2 separate regions of the Mus musculus genome follow, and region 2 is linked to region 1. A link is a contact called in public Hi-C data. All regions are on one chromosome and are shown on one strand. The core of a region is the stretch at or near the end of the contact, and the rest is flanking DNA. Distances in the headings are between cores, read along the strand shown. Region 1 overlaps Shc3 (src homology 2 domain-containing transforming protein C3). Region 2 has its middle 22 kb from the start of Gm52049.

Region 1 (6,307 bases), core at 3,369-5,868:
CATCACTTCCACGTGGGGCCTTAAGAGATCTTAACTCTGGAGGTCTGCTTGCTGTGGCCAGACTGTGTGGTATCTCCTGAGGAGGAGACCCAAGGAGTCACCAACGCATTTCAGCCTGGACTTGGATGTGACTTATCTGTTGCGGGCTCCATCCTTCTGAATGTACCAAGCTGCTGACACGGTGCACTGCCTTCGGATGCCGCTACCCCTGGTCCAGGGAAGGCAGGTGGTGATGTGCTATGCACATGCACATTGGGATGATGTCTCCCTGCGTTCACACTACATTTATTTTCCATAGAATGGGTGCTCATGTGTGTGTGTGTGTGTGTGTGTGTTCGTTGCTGTGTTGTACAGGATGTATACGATTGATTTTCCCAGGTGGAACCCATTACAAAGTGTCAGTCTTCCACACATCATTGGTCCAAACCTGCCCACACTGCTGTCCCAGGTTCAGCATGTGATAAGGTCATGTCCCCTTCCCAGTGCCCTTGCACTGGTGTTCTAACTCATAGCTGTGAAAAGTTACTAAAGTATTCTGTATTCTCAAAAGCCTCACCCAAGAGCAGCCCAGGTGTGTGGGTCTTACCCTTACATTCCTGCACCCCTCCTCCCTCTTGGGTCCCTTGCGTAAGCTTAGGTACACCTAAGAGCCAAATTATGCGATCATTGAGGCATTTCTGAAAGCCACAGAAAAGCCAGCCGGGATCTCTCGGAATGCAGGCACCACTAAAGGAAGAACTCCTAAGGAGAGGCAAGGTGCTCTCCACTGTGGGCAATCTTTCTAGGGGACTGCAGTCTGTCTGCTGCATGTAGAGAGTTTCCAGCAGTGACGTTCACAAGCCAGCCCTTCATCTGTATGGTCCTGAGTTCAAGTCTATAGAGAGAAGCTTGAGGCTGCTTGTCCCCTTTGCTGTCACCCTTTGCTGGCAAGGAGCTGGAGCTGTCAGCAAAGCTTCTCAACTCCCTCAGTTATGGACCCTGTCCAGGACTATTCAGTGAGAGGATTCCGCCAGGCTGGGAGGCGTGATGTAGTTATTTGTGTGCTCTTTAGAGAGAACCATTCCAATTCCCATATGATGGACACTCCAGCCACTCTCCTCCGCTTGGACCTGCGTTCATTTGTCCATCCTGTAAAGAAAATGCGTAGAAGACACCTCTGAACATCCCCTCCCCAAGGATTCCGCCCACAGGGCACACAGATGAAAGGTGGGTGCGTTGGAGAGTGGCCAGCATCCATGCTCCCAGAACAGCCTTCGGAAAGACTCTCATTTGAGGAAACGTCATGTCAAGGCTCCCCATAAGTTGATTAGTCTCAGAGACTGTTGCCTTATGAACCCTGGAAGAGCAGCCTTTACACACTCATGGGCCTTTTTAAAACTGATTTTTTTTTCCCTCTTGGTGGTTACCTGATGGCATTTGCTCTTGTTTAGGGACATTTTTCTGGGCCTTAGGTAACCCTGGTCTGACTAACTAAAGACTTCCCCTCATGTCACTCCTGGTGTATATAGGTCACTGCCAAGAAGTTCTGCTCCATCATTGGCCTTGCCCTTCTCTATGTCACCAAGAAAATGTCACCGTGTTGACAAAACCCATGGCATTTCTGGAAAAGGAAAGCATACAAGTGCTGGGTTAAGGGAAAAATAAATAGCAGAGCAGTGTGTAGGGGAGTTGAGGTGGAAAGAGAACAGGGCTTGTGGGCACGCTCTTTCATGATTGCAAGGCTTTGAGGCCGTGGGTCTAGGTCACTGATATTAATCACACATTGTACAGGATTCTGGCTTCTCCATTTCCTCCTGTGTCTGCTTTCACACAACAGCCCTTGTGGAGGGCCAGGCCCACCATCCCCAGCTAGGAGGTGACATTTGTAGCATGACAGACTGCCAAGCAACTGAAAATAAAAATACACTAAAACCCAATTGCGCTCACTTGATGTATGCCCAGTGGATCCGTCGACCGTGATGCCAGTGTGCACACCTTTCCCTAGCTAGCCTCCGAGACAGCACTGAGACATCGGGTGCATCCAACCCTCACCCTGAAGGTCAAAGGTCGGAAACCAGTGACACCAGAGACCCTGGGGCTCGCCCAAGGTAGTGAGCAACCTTGGCTACTTGCAGTTTATGTTTGTTAATAATAAATAAAACCAAAAGCCTGTATAAAAACCCATCCTGGAGGCCTGTGTGGTATGTTCTATTGTTTTGGAATAGACACTCGGGGGGTGTAGTGGGGTGGTCTTGCTTCTCTCCCTAGAACCTGATCTCACAGCATTACAGGCATAAACTACATTTGATGCCCAATCACTAAGTCCCTTTTATCCCCCAGGGCCATCTTGTAGATGATGTTAGATTGAAGCTTTAGCGTACTGGATGCTACTGATACAGGTCTGGGTAGATGCTGTTTTACTGGTGGTGGTGGTGGTGGTGGTGGTAGCGGTGGTGAGTGTGTGTATGTGTGTGCCCACCCATGTACACTATTGTGCATGCAGGAGAGGCCAGAGGTTAATGTTGGATCTCTCTCTCTCTCTCTATGCTCTCCATCTTGGTTTTTTTGTTGTTGTTTTGTTGTTGTTGTTGTTGTTTTGTTGTTTGTTTTTTTGAGACACCATTTCTCACTGAACCCGAAGCTGCCAGCTTTGGCTAGATTGACTGACCAACAATTCCCCCCAGGACCTGTGTTCCTCCTGTCATGGTTATAGGCACAAACTGCCCTCTGTGGCATTTACGTAGGCACAGGGCATCCCAGGGGAGCCATTTCCCAGCAGATCCTATGATTTGAAGAATGGTAATAGCCCCTCTGTAGGGAAGAAATTATAAAATAAAAATGTCATCCAACCAGAAGACTAGGTTTCATTTGCCAGTGTCTGCAGATGAGCAAGCGGGTAAGCAGCCGGCAGAACTGGCTCCCTGTTTTATAGTCGGTAAGTTTTAGCCACTAACCTGCATCCCACACACGGAGGATCCATATTTGGTGTGATGCTTTGTTGACGACAGATGTTATAACTTGTAGTGAAAAAGACACCTCACCCCCACCCCCAGTTCCACCTTCCCGCCGTCTATCACCTCTGACCTGCCCAAGGCAGTCTATGCTCCAGATCGCAAAATTGGCATGAATCTTTTCAAGTGTTTCTGACAAGTTATCCCTTTTCCCACCCCTGAGGGAAAAACAGAAGACCAATTTTCTAGAGAAAGGTTTCAATCTGCCCTCCTGTCTTCTGCGATGCGTTATAAGACCCAGGGCTGGCGAGTGGCTCAGAAGGCAATGTTGCTTGCCTTGGTGACACTTGATGTCCTGAGTTCGATTCCCAGGGCCCACATGACAGAAGGAGAGAAGCCCTACAAGTTGTCCTGTGACTTCTACGCATGCATGATGGCGCCCTGCCACCACACACAGACGTGAGCTCTGTCACGCAAACAAGAGACACTTCTTTTCACAGTAGCCTTTATTGCCAACAACAGACTTAACACTTACAGTCACTGAAACAATTAACTATTTAAAAATGGTTACTCCTCTCAATCTTTGAGCCGTGGTTATTCTGTGTGCTGGGAAAGAGCCGGTCACAGAAAGATAACAAGGTGCATTTTATAGAAAATGTCTAATGACATCGCCGCCAGTTCCATGCTTTGGAGACTAGTGACAAATGAAAAAAATGAAAACAAACAAACAAACAAAAAAACAAAAACCTCATCACCCACATAGTTGTCTAAGTCAGAGGGCAGAGGGTCAGCTCTGAGCTCTGGGATTGGAAGTGCATGGGTGGCCGTCCCAATGATAAAGGCACATGTTCCAGTACCTAATAATAACAAGAAGAGCAGCATTGTCTAGGGTTAGCCTGCCACCAGCCATACCTCGGCCATGGTGATGGGATGTTCTATGCTGCCTCCTCGTGGTTATCCCAGAAGCTCGGCTGTGGTGTGCCAGGACCGTGGTGGAGGGCATGAGACCGAAAGCAACACCGTTTCTCTAAAGAGTCCCTGCAGGTGAGGGAGTCCAAGCTGCCTGATCACCTTCACCTGTTATCTCTTGGGAATGCCAAATGGTCGTCAAATCGCCTAAGTTTTATCAAAGAAAAATATTAGAAAACTTAAAGTTGACTTTGTATTTCTGCTCCTCAACAGGTGACTTAGGGAGCCAATCCCAGGCCAGTATCAAAGTGGCAAGGGGCGGTTGGCCACACTCCCAGGCAGTAACTGTTACAGTAACTGTTGGTGTTTCACAATGGTTAACAGAAACAAAAAGAAATTTCAAATATGTATATATCAATATGTATAATTGGCCACCCGAATGCTTTTGGAAAACTGTTCAATACCTTGTTACACATTACATTTACACTGAGCTGTCCCCTAATCCTGGGGCTTTTGAACATCAAATGTCTCATTCTGAACACAAAGAAATTCACATAAATTTCACAATACTCAGAAACAAGTTATATCCAAAAGTCAGTTGAACAGAGAACATTCAATTGGCAACTCACACATAGTGTTGTTAAACAAAGAAGAAGAAGAAGAGGAAAAGAAACTAGTTGTCCCCAGACTAGTTAGTCTACTGTCTCTGCCTTGTGAACTGTTGCTTGACTCCGCTGTGAGTGACTTTGGTTGTGGTAAAGGAATTTCCTCCAGTGTGAACCTGTATGTCCTCAGGAGCTCGGGTTTCAGATTCACCCCATAGGTTCTGTCCTCTATGTACAGTGGGTACATAAAGCTGTCCATTTCCTGTGGTTTCTCTTTCACCCATAGGTGTGTCTGGGGGTCTCAGGGACTCACTTACCCCCAGGGCATCTGAGAGGGCAGCGAGAGGAAAGGAAAGCTTTTCAACCTGTCCTCCGGCATCCTACTGACATCAGCAGATTCCATGAGGGACACCAACTTGAACTTTTGCACCCTTTTCTTCCTCAAGGGTACAACTGCGCCACCTGCTGTTTAAAAGCCTTCAGCGCCTCCAGCTCAGTCCTGAGCCTGATCCTTGGTCCATACTGAATGTGAGCACACCAGCCCTGAAAGCCTCCCCGACTCCCACTCCAACACTCTCACACTTCATGTGTGTGTTGGAGGAGGGGCTCCAGTTAGATTATAAACAGGAACAGATTCACCTTATGTTCCCTTCTCTGTCCCACAAGTCCCTGCAGGACCTGCTACATAGGATCTAAGGTATAAATGTGGCCAGGAGGGCTGGCCAGCCAAGTCCGGTTGTGGTAAGTCAGGCTGGGTCAAGAAAGGATGTGGGTCTGTGGGTGTTTCATCTGCATGTCCCTTTTCCTTTTCTCTAACACCTGCCTCTTCCTTGTCTTCTGCTGGCTACCCTTCTGTTTAGTTCTCTTGAGACATGGCCTCGTTTAGCCCAGGTTGACCCTGAGCTAGCCTTTACCATCCAAGTTCTGGGATTACAGAAATGCACCACACTCCTGGCTTGCTTTCCCTCTCTCTCGGCCTGCAGTGAGAGCCCTACTTCCCTTTTTGTACCATGGTCTCAGAGTCCACGACACCCAGAACTCTGCTCCACAGGTCTGCAAATGAGAGCAAATCAACCGCCAAGCTCTTGGTGCCATTTCTCATATACAGGTCATCCAATGCAGGAAACCCCAGAGGCTCAGTAGAGAGAGACCCAACACAGAGCTGGTCTGCATCTGGACATACACATGCTGTGGTGCGCATTCCATCTGAACTAAAGAAAGCTCGTGTACGTGTATACTACACACATGCAGTTCACACTCAGAAAGCCTTAGTATAAAGTTGCAATTTTTTTCTAGCTGATATAAAATGTGCCAGTTTTAAAACTGTGCATTTGTTGCTTGCAAACTTATAAATATGTATAAACCCCATTATAAATAAATCCTGTCTGGCAGATGGCATTTTATCTGCCAGCCACAGTTGCAGGGAGTTATAAGTACTTATTAATTCCCCATTTTCAAATTCACGGCATGGGCCTGGGAAATATGATGTGAAGTGGTGTGAAATTTTCTTCATAATTGGTGGGGGTGGGAGGGAGATGGAGATGGAGTCCACCAGTAAGCGTCAAGGAAGGGGTGGAGGCTCACCAGTCAATATCAAAGCCAAGATCCTTAGCATTAGCATGTCCTCACACTGAAAAGGCAAGTGCTCTACCCTCACACTAGGCCTGCTGAGTCAGGAGCCCAAGGGCCAGAGCCCTGAAATCCATGTGTGGATCAGGCAGCCTGGTTCTTCGATGTCTGCCTTCTGCTCTGAGACTGATATTTTATAAATACCAGCCTCTGCCCCAGGATGTCCCAGTTCACAGAGTGTGCACAGGTATGCACAAGGCTGGGCAGAAATCTCTGGAGATAGCCTTCCATCCA
Region 2 (6,170 bases), core at 603-3,102, 190 kb after region 1:
TCTCACTCTGTAGCCCAGGATGACCTAGAATGCACCGTGTAGCCCAGGCTGACCTTAAACTTCTAGCAACCCTCCTGCATCACCCTCCCATGTGTTGGGACTACGGGTTACCAGCATTCAATCTTCTTAAACTTGCTACCAAAATCAATTTTTTGGCGTATGATCTGTCCTATGGTTTGCATCTGAGAAGCATACACATCCTGCTGCTGTTGGGCGAAATCTCTGTGTGTCAGGTCTGTGGGTCTGAGTGTTACAGTGTTATTCAAGTTCTTGTTGAGTTTTGTTTTGTTTTGTTTTGTTTTGTTTTGTTTTGTTTTGTTTTTCGAGACAGGGTTTCTCTGTGTAGCCCTGGCTGTCCTGGAACTCACTCTGTAGACCAGGCTGGCCTCGAACTCAGAAATCCGCCTGCCTCTGCCTCCCAAGTGCTGGGATTAAAGGTGTGCGCCACCACGCCCGGCTTTTTTTTTTTTTTTTTTTTTCCTCAATGATGTATCTATTTTGAAAGTGAGATGTTAAAGACTACTACTGTGAGCCATTGCTGTCTGTACGCTCCTTCAATTCTGCTGATATACTTGCTTTATACACTTCTGTACTGTTACGGTGAGTGCATCTGCCTGTATTCTTGTTTGCTCCACACATTGGCCATGGTCAAATGACCACTGTGCCTTATGGCAGATTTTTACTTAAAGCCTACTTTGCATAAGTATAGCCATTCCTGCTTCTGCTTGCAGGAAAGTCTTCCCCATCCAGCTTCTATGTCCTCAGAGCTGATGTGTGTGTGTGTGTGTGTGTGTGTGTGTGTGTATGTGTGTGTCATTGATTTCACAGTATTCCACTCTTCCCCTTATAGGACTTCTGCAGAGAAATCTGCTGATAGCCTTGTGAGGGTCCTGATGCAGGTGGCAGGAATCTTTTCTCTTGGTAATTTCTAAATTCTGTCTGACTTTTAATAAATTGACCACTATATATCTTAGTGTAATCTTATTTTAAAAGCTTTGAATTCACGAGCTTTGGTGTCCACATCTTTCTCAATAGTTGGGGATTTATCATTTGGAAGCTATTATTTCTTCAAGCAAGTTTTCTTCTGATCGATCTTTCTCTTTTCCTTGTGGAACTCCCAGAATGTCCATGCCGGCCCACACTGGGAAGTCTCAGAAATCTATAAGCTCCCTTCACTTGTTTTTATTCTGAATTTTCTTTTCTCTGACTAAAGGGAAAACTTCAAGTGGCCCTTTTCAAGATTACAGAATCGTTTTCCTGCTTAGTCAAGCCTGCTGTTGTACCTCTATCATGCTTCTAAGCTTACTCCATGCATTCCTCAGTTCCAAAACTTCTAGGATTTTTGGTTTTCTTTTTTGTTTTTAGGTTTCCACCTCTGCAGAACTTCTCATTCCATCCATGGAGAGTGGTCTCACAATGACCTCTGTGTGTTCCCTTACAGCTCACTGACATTTCTGATTTTCCGTGTTCTTGAAGCCTTGTGTTGCTACCGACACATCTGGAAAAGCAGGCGTGTCCAGTCATTACTGAATGGCTTTGAAAGAGACAGGCATCCACTACTCACCCGAGCTAGGGATTCTGGGAGTCCCTCTGGTCTTTTCTGTGACTTTATCCCTTTGGCTCACAGTTGGGAAATGCCTTGGAAATATAAACCTCATCTGAATCTCGTAAAGCTAAGCCAAGCTCTGAGTTGTTCCCTTTCCCTGGGACGGTGCCCTGAGTGTTCAAGGTTAGTAGCCTGCTCCCAGCTCGGCAAAGTCCAGCTGGTCGCCTGCATGTGCTTGGGGCAACAAACAAAGGCTTATGCACACTGTGTTGGACAACTCTTCGCTCACTTCCGTGATGCAATGACTAACAAAAGCAATGGAAGGAGGAGTTTATTCTGCTCACCGGCTGGTCCATCATACTGTGGAGATCCTAGAGGGGGTGCAAGACAGCTGGTCGCAGGGCAGCCACAGTCAGGAAACAGATGAACGCCAGTGCCCTCCTCACTCTCTCTTTTTTAAGTCTAGAATCCTAGCCCACGAGATGATGTCACACTCACTTGGGGTGGGTCTTCTTACCTCAACTAGCCCAATCTAGATAAGACACACCCAGAGGCTAACTTAACAAAGTCCCTCATAAGCACGCCCAGGAGGTAATCTATGTGACCCTATATGCCACCAAGTTGACTATCAGCGTTAGTTTATGGGAGACCACTAGCTATTGGGATGTATACAGAATTCCCCGAGACCCATCTAGACTTCTAGCAGGAGCAACTGCAGTGGTGGAGGGATGTGACTGACCTCTCAGAGCTTCCAAGGTATCTGGATGACCAATCATTCTTTGTTGGATTCGAGACCCTGTCATTATGAACCCCGCCCCTTCTCCCCCACCCCACCCCCTTTCCTGCCTAGCCCCAGGCTATTTACTCAGGAAGAGGCAAAGGGTTTGAGTAGACCAAAACAGAACCACGCCTGTTGGGCTCCCACGTGACCAGGAAACCAGGCATTCGTTGTGTTCTTGTTTTCCCTCCTTAGAGAAGTCACCGCAGGAGGATGCTCTTGTCACTGAGTTCTGCAGATGGGGACCGGCCTATGAGACAGTGAACCTGCCTCATCTACTCTCCTTGACAGGCTTGTTCCTCCCAACCCTCACCCCCTTCCTCTAATGAGGTATTGAAGCCTCTCTGCTGAGCTCCCCGGGCCTCCCACAAAGGCATCCGTATGCATGGGCGGTTGCCAAACTCAGTGTGCCTGTGGGATGCTGAGGGCTGCAGTCTCCTGCTGTGCCTATGTTGGCAGTGTCTCTCCGTGTGTTGGTTTGTGAGTCACGAGATGAATGGCTACTTTTTATTGGTGTCTTAATATTCTTCTTTGGTTCTTATTGCTTTAAGAACATAATGCATACACACATGCATAATTTACAGGATCCAGTTGTTAAGACATCAGACAGGTAGATTTTTCTTAGTGGGGAGTGGAGGTCAGTGCCTGCAAGCCCAGCACTTTGGCCACTAAGGCAGGAGGATCATGAGTTCAAGACCAACCTGGGCCACACTAACAGTTACGAGCTAGGTTGGGTTAGAATGAGACTGCATCTCAAACACAATAAAGCAAAAACACCCACAAAAAAAAAAAAAAACAAAAACAAAAAAACAAAAAAAAAAACCAAAACAAAAAAACAATTCCCTTTCTGTTTACCCAGGAAACTAAAGACTTTATACTTATCCTAAAATAACACACACACACCACACCACACCACACACACACACACACACACACACACACACACACACACACACATCTAAGTGAACAGACATTCTGTTAGCTGAAGCTCTATGGATTACAGTCTTACTGAGCCACTGAAATTCTGGAACACATCCAATTATAATGTGCCAACAAGCCAAAACTATTGTAAACTTTGTTAGATATTGATATTAAATGTGCATAATTCAGTGTTTGAAGAGCCCTTTTTCCTAGGAAGAACACACAATTTCCTGGTATCTTAAATACATAGTATTGTGACAAACGTACCTTCTTATTTTTCTGTTTTTCTGCCTGTTGGCTATGGTTGAGTGGTTTGTTGGTTGGTTGGTTTGTTTTGGATCTTTGGGCTTTATGGTTTGGGGGAGTCTTTTGGGGTTGTTTTGTTTATTTTGCCACCTTAAAAGCTGTTAGACAAGCCAATATGCAGGATAACCTGCCATGTCTTCTGCTTCCTGTCCTGCAGAATCTGGTTATTTTCTGCCACCCTAGCGTCCTTTAGCCAGTGATACTGGAGCTGGCTCCGCCCCATAGGAATCTTGTGAGCCTATGGCTATACACTTGGTAGGCTGGAATCTGACGCAGAGAAGGAATACTAACACTGGGGGTTAGTCCATGTTTCAGAAGAAGGAGGGAAGGGAGAGGGGAGAGAGAAGGGGGGGAGAGGAAGGAGGAGGGAGGGAAAGCGGGGTCATCCTAGTTCTAAAAGTGGGCTGCTGGTAAACACTAGGAGCAATACGCCCCCTTGTGGCTGTTTTCAGGATTGCAGGAGATGCGTGGCTAAAGATCAATTATTTCATCCCAAACACTTTTTATATAAGGCTTTAGAATAGTGTTGATGTTTTTATTGTTAAATATCACCTGACTGCCTAGGTTTTATTCAAAGGATCCAAGGAACATGGTTTGAATAGCATTACCAAGGATTGTAAATATCCATTGGTATAAGCTTTTTCTTGCAAAATTTCGTTTTTTAAGACTAGATTTTCTATAGTTTGCTGTGGCCATGTCAAAGGAAACAGCCTGACCCGAGGTCATCTGTGTCCTTCATGTGCACAGTGGTACCACAGAGGAACAAAAGCCCCTCGGCTCTGCATATTAAGTCAAATGACCTGAAGTCTCCATTCCATTTCACACACATGATAGACAGTTTCTTATTGTGTCAGAACCCCCCCCCCCCCCCAGGCACCCCGGTCCTGGCAAGCTAGCTGCGTTCTTCCTTCCCTGAAGCTCCTTGCCGTATAGTTCCAGGTGACAGTTCAAAGACTACATTGCAGTAGAGCCTCTGCTTCCGCAGGAGGTTAACCTTGTCAGGTTGACAAGATCTAGAATCACTAAGGAAAAAAGCCTTGGGGCATATGGGGGCGGGGGGGGGGGGTTTCCAGACTGGGTTAACCGAGGTGGGAAGGCTCAGTATGGAACGTGGCAGCTGCTACCGGATAGGTTGAGCTAGCGCTCCCTCTCGCTCCCCCCCTCACCTTCTACCTCCCCTCCCCTCCCCTCCTCCTCCCTCCCCTCTTCCTCCCCCCTCCTCTCCTCTCCTCTCTCTCTCTCTCTCTCTCTCTCTCTCTCTCTCTCTCTCTCTCTCTCTCTCTCTCTCTCTCTCTCTCTCAGCCACTTCTAGCTCCTACCACTTCCCCACTATTCTCTTGTGAACCAAAACAAATCCTTCCTTCCTTAAGCTGCTTGGTTCAGGCATTTTGTTACAGCAGCAAGAAAAGTGAGCTATCTAACACACCATGCAGCTGTTCTAAACCAGTATCCCCCACCCACCTGACCATTATGTCAAGCAGAGTGAAGGGAAGCCAGCCTCTCTCATCCTGCAGGAAAGTTATCCAGTCCCGGCAGAGCAGGACCTCACACAGAGTTCCTGAGTTAAGAGCACAGGCAGGGTTTCTTTATTTAGCCCTGGCTGTCCTGGAACTCACTTTGTAGACCAGGCTGGCCTCGAACTCAGAAATCCACCTGCCTCTGCCACCCAAGTGCTGGGATTAAAGGCGTGCACCACCATTGCCCCAGCTACCATTAACTTTCATGTATTACCTGGCATTGCCTTCTGGAATGACTTTGAAGAAGGGACTTAAATTTGTATAGCATTCTTTGTCTGGGAGGAAAAAAACAAAACCAGAACTCACAGAACAGACCCGCTTTGGCACATACATTTGTATTTGCAACACACTATTTCGAAGGATTATGCCTTTAATCCTCGCACTGGGGAGAGACAAGTGAATCTTCTGGTTCAGTCTATTTGGTATTCTGTAAGATTTGTGTACGTTTATCGGCATCTCCTTCTTTTGGTTAGGGACCAAGTTTTTTCTACAATTTTGTTGAAAATATTTTCTATGTCTTTGACCTGGGTTTCTTCTTCTTGCTTCTTCCTCTATTCCTATTATTCTATTTTTTTAAGATTTATTTATTTTTATTTATATGAGTACACTGTAGTTGTCTTCAGACACACACTAGAAGAGTACATCAGACTCCATCACAGATGGTTGTGAGCCACCATGTGGTTGCTGGGATTTGAACTCAGGACCTCTGGAAGAGCAGTCAGTGCTCTTAACCACTGAGCCATCTCTCCAGCCCTATTCCTATTATTCTTAGACTTGAACTTTTCATAGTGTCCTGAATTTCTGGATGTTTGTGTCAAGAGTTTTTAGATTTAACTTTTCTTTTCTTACCAAGTTATATCTTTCTTTTACCAGGTCTCCAGTGCCTGAAATTCTCTCTCTACCGCTTACATTGTGTTGGTGACGCCTCTGTGGTTCCTGTTTTGAGTTCCTATATTTTTATTTCCAGTTTGCCCTCAGTTTGGGTTTTCTTTACTGATTATATTTCTATTTTCAGGTCTTGAATAGTTTTATTTATTATTTCCTTCCATTGTTTATGTTTTCATAGATTTCTTTAGGGGATTTATTCATTTCCTCTTTATCC

The links. Hi-C and Micro-C count contacts between places; a contact is called where the count stands out from the background.
Region 2: a contact with region 1 is called in a Hi-C map of cortical neurons, with 4 times the contacts expected there. The contact joins two enhancer-like sites. A contact is called at or near these places in 2 of 39 promoter capture datasets (the C10 cell line and hippocampal neurons), 3 of 15 datasets of contacts at CTCF or cohesin (CD8 T cells, embryonic stem cells and large pre-B cells), 135 of 484 Hi-C or Micro-C datasets (the AtT-20 cell line, B cells, the BV-2 cell line and 63 more), 14 of 115 datasets of contacts at active chromatin or transcription factors (VIP interneurons, astrocytes, bone marrow-derived dendritic cells and 4 more) and 1 of 9 other capture datasets (embryonic stem cells).

The regions. Positions count from the first base shown.
Region 1 is chr13:51,419,968-51,426,274 of GRCm38.p6, forward strand. Shc3 (src homology 2 domain-containing transforming protein C3) reads right to left here. Exons shown (of 12, transcript NM_009167.5): 12 at 3,422-6,307. S1pr3 (sphingosine-1-phosphate receptor 3) reads left to right here. Exons shown (of 2, transcript NM_010101.4): 2 at 1-2,830. Among named protein-coding and RNA genes, the nearest start is that of Gm32834, 4.4 kb to the left of the region's middle. Within about 2 kb of position 4,619, at least 15 of the 459 cell types and tissues checked have an H3K27ac peak or open chromatin away from gene starts, as enhancers often do. A contact at or near this core is called in astrocytes, cortical neurons and muscle stem cells, where this site is marked.
Region 2 is chr13:51,614,154-51,620,323 of GRCm38.p6, forward strand. No RefSeq gene overlaps it. Among named protein-coding and RNA genes, the nearest start is that of Gm52049, 22 kb to the right of the region's middle. Within about 2 kb of position 1,853, at least 60 of the 459 cell types and tissues checked have an H3K27ac peak or open chromatin away from gene starts, as enhancers often do. A contact at or near this core is called in astrocytes, cortical neurons and muscle stem cells, where this site is marked.